2 separate regions of the Sus scrofa genome follow, and region 2 is linked to region 1. A link is a contact called in public Hi-C data. All regions are on one chromosome and are shown on one strand. The core of a region is the stretch at or near the end of the contact, and the rest is flanking DNA. Distances in the headings are between cores, read along the strand shown. Region 1 holds the start of FOXF1 (forkhead box protein F1). Region 2 has its middle 120 kb from the start of IRF8.

Region 1 (2,782 bases), core at 138-2,637:
TCCCAGCAGCTGGAGGTAGCGACCCTTCGCGGGAACTTCCCTCCCGGCGGCGGCGCCGCGGGGCCTCCTATCCTGCAGCTGCCGTTTGGCGGAAAAAATAAAGTGACGGGGAGAGCCTGTGAGAATGCGTGTGGGGACGTGTGCGCGCGGGCGCGTGGAGCGGCCAGGCGTGCGACTGCGTGTGCACGTGCGGCTGGCTGTGCGTGGGTGAACGCAAAAGGGCAGGAGTGTGTGCACACAACCGCAAACGCGTCCTCGGCGGTGGGCAGGCCTGAGCGTGGGCGCGAGGGTTGGGGCGCCTGAGCTGCGCGAGGCGCCTTCGCTGGGAAGAGGTAGGGAGGCCGTGCGCGGTGCTCAGTGTGTGCCTGTGGTCGGTGGGCGCTGGCTGGGCGCTGGGAAGCGGGACTGGGTCTGCCCGCACGGCTACCTGCGCGAAGATACAACCGCACTCGACTCGGCCACCTCCCCCACGGAGCCTTCCCCAGCCGCGCCGAGGCCGGGAGAGCCAGGCGGAAGCGCTGCGCAGAGAAGGTGGCTCTCTGGTCTCCCGAGAGAGCGCGCGCTCGGCCGGGACCGACCACAGCCGAGACCCCCTGCTCCTCACACGGACGTGCCAGGCGCCCTGAAGGTGACCAGGCGTCTACCGCCTCGGCTGAAGGCGTCGGAGCGAGGAGGCAGGTCCCGGGTGACAAGGAGGCCGGAGAATCCGAGGGGCCCACAGGCTTTGAAAAGCGCCGCGGGCCGCACTCCGAGCCTGGCATCCGCCTCTCGCCCCCAGCTCGCGCCAGGGCACTGCGTTCAGGGTCCCGTCGTGGACCCGAGAAAACACCCCTCGCCTCGCTCCTCCCAAGTCTGTGAGCAATCAAACAGCACTCACCTGGGTCCCCGCGTGCGGCGTTGCGCCCGGCTCCTGCGCTGTTCCGCGCTGGGCGCCACTGTCCCCCCACCCCGTCCTAGCCCGCACCCCAGCGCTGGGAGGTTGGCGGGGGAAGACGTTCGTGCGAGCCCCCTGCTGCAGGCAGCCCGGCGCGCGGGGGCCTCCCGGGCCCGCGCTCCCCGCCCGCGCAGGCTGCCTTCCGGAACCTGGCCTGGCGCGCAGTGTCAGAGGCCCCCGTGGCGGCGGCAGGCCGAGCCCACAGGGGCATTAGGCCAACTCCCCCCCGCGCACGCGGAATTCTCTATTATTATTATTAAAGAATCCCCCCCAGAACTTGTTTACGTTGAGCCATGTAAACTTCCTGCCAGGGCCTTTACCATCTGCGAGAAATCGGAATCTGCTCTTGGAAGTGGGGACACCGGGGCTGCGGGGCCAAATAGGCGGGTTTTCAGTGTGTGTGTGTGTGTGTGTGTGTGTGTGTGTGTGTGTGTGTGTGTTGGGGGGGTGTCCAACTGAGTTGTGTGGACTCAGATCAGAGTGTGGCTAGTGTACACACGAGTGGGACTGGATGCAAACTGACGCTCCTGTGGGCCTTTCGTGCGTGCGTGGGCGAGCGCGTGAGTGGGAACGCTCATGCCTGAGCGCCGCGTGTGCGCGACTGGGAACGCACGCGTGGGTGCGTCCGTGTCTGTATGTGTGCGCACGAGTGAGGGAATGAGCCGGGTCGCTTGGTCCGGGAGCCCGGGAAGTGTGGGTCCCCGCAGGGCCAGCGGTTCTCACTTGCTCCCCGAACCGCCCGCGGCGCCGGAGACAAAGCGGGAACGACCCGCCCTGCGCTTTCGTTTTCCGCCCGCGCTCGGCTCCGCCGGCTGCCCGCCTGCTTGCGCGTTGCTGGGCGAGTCCGAAAAGTCCCGGGCGCGGCGCAGTCCTTCCCTGGGCGGGGAGAAGGGGTAGGCGGTCCCTCGCGGGAACACACGCCCGCCGGCCGCGGGGACCCGGGGACCCGTAGCCAAGCCGACTGTGCCCACGATGGCCCCGACCCGGCGGCCCCGGCCTCCGCTACAGCTGCGATTTGCCACCGAGCAGTACGGCTCCGGGAAGGCCCGGGTACCGGGGCGCCTTTTCCTCCGCACCGCCCGAGCAGGGAAGGCGGGGGCCTACGCGCAGCTGGGCTGAACGGCGGGCGGAGGGCGCATTAACACTTGCTCGCCAGGTTGGTGCAGGCGGGGCGGGTTCTGCCGGCGGCCGCTGGGCGGCGAGGGTGGGGGCCCTTTAAGCGCCCACCGCCGAGGGGGCCGGAGGGGGGCAGGGAGGGGAGGGAACTCCTGGAGGGTCTTACTCTGGCCCGTGAGACGCCGCTGAGAGACGAGGCAGAAAGGGCGGCCTCGGCTGGAGTCTAGGAGCCGAGCGCCGCGGGTGGCGGGGACCGAACGGTGCTCCCCGCGGGGGCGCACAGCCGCAGGCCCGAGAGGTGGTGCCTCCCCCCAAAACGGTGGGGGGGGGGGCTTCCTCGCGGCCTCCGCCCAGGCTGCAAAGAGGCTGCTCTCAGCCTCCGCTCGGCTCCTTCCCTTGTGGGAGGGCGAGAGAGAAAGAGGGAGGAGAGTAGGTGGGGGAGGAGGGAGCTGGGGAGAGAGGGGGCTGTGAGCCAACCGCCCGCGGATCCAGCAGCTCTTCGGGGAGGACGAGCGCGCAGGCGGGGGAGGGCGCGCCGAGGCTCGCTCGGGAGAAGTGGCCGCGGATGACGGCAGAGGTGCAGCCAGCCCCGCGCGCGCAGCCCCCTCCCCCTCCTCCCCCTCCTCCTCTTCCTCCTCCTCCTCCTCCTCCCCGTTTGTCCGCGGCGCAGAGCAGCGGCGGCAGCGGCGGCGGCGGCAGCAGCCACCCGATGTCTTCGGCGCCCGAGAAGCA
Region 2 (2,700 bases), core at 60-2,559, 340 kb before region 1:
GAAGCCAACAATACCATAAAAAGGAATAATTATTAGAAATGTGTGAACGTGTGGTACTGACACACAAAAAGATACCTGGAGAGTCAGAGAGCACAGGGAAGGTGCTCAACCTCACTAATTATCAGAGAATTAAATTAAAACACACGGAGATGCTCAGCCGTTAGAATGGCTATCGATACCAACTACTGGCAAAGCTGGAACAATTAGAATCCCTACTGCTCATGGGCATATGCCCAAGTTTACAACAGCACTGGAAAAGAGTTTCATAATTTCTTTCTTTTCTTCTTCTTTTCTTTTTTTTAGGGCTGCACCTGCGGCATATGGAAGTGGGCTAGGGGTTGGAATTGGAGCGGTAGCCGCTGGCCTACACCACGGCCACAGCAACATAAGATCTGAGCCATGTCTGAGACCTACACCACAGCTCACAGCAATGCTGGATCCTTAACCCACTGAGCAAGGCCAGGGATCAAACCTGCGTCCTCATGGATGCTAGTCAGATTCGTTTCTGCTGAGCCACTATGGGAACTCCAAGAGTTTCATACTTTCTTATGGAACCAAATATACCTTCACCATGAAAACTAACACTTCCTCAAGAAATAAAAACAGGACCACAGAAAGATTTCAACAGCAACACTCACAAAAACTTTGGTATAGTAACCTCAAACAGTCTAAATCCTTATCTGGAGGTAAATGGATAAAAAGTATGGCATATTCATACAGCGGACTGCTACTCAGCTTAAAAAGGAAAAAACAAAACCCTACTGATACAAGGAACATGGGTGAATCTCAAAAACATACCACTGAGTGAAGGAAGGCATCCGCAGAAGAGAATATATAGTATGATTCCCCTTATTTGAAACTCTAGAAGAGACAAATCTAATTTAGTGATAGAAAGCAGACCAATGGTTGTCTAGGGCCAGGACTGGGGGAGAGGGCAGGGGTTGCCTGAAGAGGGGTTCAAGGGAACTTTCTGGGGTGATGATGGGAGGTTCTATAACCTGTTACTGGTTATATTTACATATATGGTATAAGTTTTTTGAAATTTGTTGAAATGTACACTGGCAATGAGCACATTTCCTTGTACGCAAACCCTACCTTTAAAAAGGTCAAGAACTGTTATTTCACACAAAATTAGAACAAGTTTTACAAAATCACCTGTAATCCTACCCTTTGGAAATAATCCTGTAAATATTTTGGCACATAGTCCAAATGACATTGCAAACATTTTCTTGGTATATATGTCATGTACATTCAGTGTTTTACAAAATCAGAGTCATGTTACATTTAGTATTTTGTAACTTCCTTTTTCCATTTAACAGCATCTTGAACGTATTTCCACATCCTCAAAAGCACTCCCATACCCACACTTTTAATGGCTGTGGAAGCACTGCATCCTATGACTATATCCTCATTTACATCATCCAGCCCTGCCTGTGGGATATTTAGGCTGTTTCCCATTATTCGCTATCATAACCATGTTGAGCTAAACATCCTCGGAGTTACATCTTTTTGCTCATCAAATGGCTTCCTTGGTTGAATTCCAAGCAGTGCAGGGGGCCAGGTCAAAGGCCCTGGTTAAGGCTGTGGATGAGTAATACCCCAGCAGCTCAGGACCCCATCACTGTAGGAATCTGGATTTCCTTTATCAGTGTGTGAGATGCCCTTGAGGATGAATTCCAAGAGCCAGCCGCCTTTTTCCTGTTGGCTCCCCACCTCCGTTCTGTCGGAGGCGAGTCCTGAGGAACACTTGTAGAATGCGCTCTTCTTGAGGGTGTGTGGGTGGAGGTGTGTGGAGGAGGGCCCTGGCACCTGCAGGGGGAAATATCTGAATTGATTGCTGGGAGCATTTCTCTTCCTCTTGGAGCTGAGCAAGGCCTGCGGGTGGGAGGCCCCTCCGCCTGGCAGGGCTGGGAGGCAGGCCAGGTCAAGAGCCACACTCCCGAGCAAATACCACCTGCTCCAGGTCATTCTTGCAGCGTTAGCTGGGGCACTGCCCAGGGACCTCGCCTGGGGCACGGGTGGAGCTGGTGGCCAAAGGCCAGAACACACCCCAAATCAGAAACTTCCCTCATCTTTTCTTGCTGGTGTCCGAGAAGTGCTTGCCGTGGTCAGCAGGATTTTGTTAAGTCATGTGTCCACTGGATCTCTCCAGGGTGGGCCACAGTAGGTAAAAAGCTACAAAAACAGGTCTCTGGCCCTTTTCTAGCTCATTCCAGGGCCCTCCCCACAGAGCATGTGATACCTGCTATACGATCAAATTTGGCCAAGATTTCCAGAAGGCTGTTCTCTTTCCCCTCCTCTCCTCCCCTTCACCCCTTTCCTATCGAATAGATATTAGACCCCCCCCCCACTTCTCCCTTGGGGGCTCAGATGACTATTCCACGGTCTGTCTCCTTCAGGGGTTCATATTTAATTTTCTCTCCCCCCGGGCTCCGGTCCCCAGCGCCCCTCGCCCCGCAGGGAGGAGTCACGAGGGTCTCTGGGCAGCACGCATAGGCACAGACACACACGAAGGTCACAGAGAACGTTCTGCATCAGTTCCTGAGACATTCCCTATCTTTTCAGGCTCACAGCCCTTTAATAGGTGCTCCGGAAGATCCCCAATCCTGGGGGTTCATTGAAAAAGCCGTCAGGGTTGACAGACGTCCTCTTTGCGCCCATGGAAAAGCACTTCCGGTTCACAAGAGCACTTCCCGGTTC

What was found. A called contact is a pair of places that touch in the nucleus more often than the background predicts.
Region 2: a Hi-C map of embryonic fibroblasts shows a contact between it and region 1, with 2.9 times the contacts expected there. The contact joins the enhancer-like site here to the promoter of FOXF1 in region 1. A contact is called at or near these places in 2 of 5 promoter capture datasets (fetal skeletal muscle and liver), 23 of 47 Hi-C or Micro-C datasets (alveolar macrophages, brain, embryonic fibroblasts and 14 more) and 2 of 2 datasets of contacts at active chromatin or transcription factors (alveolar macrophages and skeletal muscle).

Annotation. Positions count from the first base shown.
Region 1 is chr6:2,596,727-2,599,508 of Sscrofa11.1, reverse strand. FOXF1 (forkhead box protein F1) reads left to right here and starts at 1,387. Exons shown (of 3, transcript XM_021093697.1): 1 at 1,387-2,090; 2 at 2,726-2,782. The coding sequence starts at 2,760.
Region 2 is chr6:2,937,555-2,940,254 of Sscrofa11.1, reverse strand. No RefSeq gene overlaps it. Among named protein-coding and RNA genes, the nearest start is that of IRF8, 120 kb to the left of the region's middle. Within about 2 kb of position 1,309, at least 5 of the 83 cell types and tissues checked have an H3K27ac peak or open chromatin away from gene starts, as enhancers often do. A contact at or near this core is called in alveolar macrophages, embryonic fibroblasts and undifferentiated spermatogonia, where this site is marked.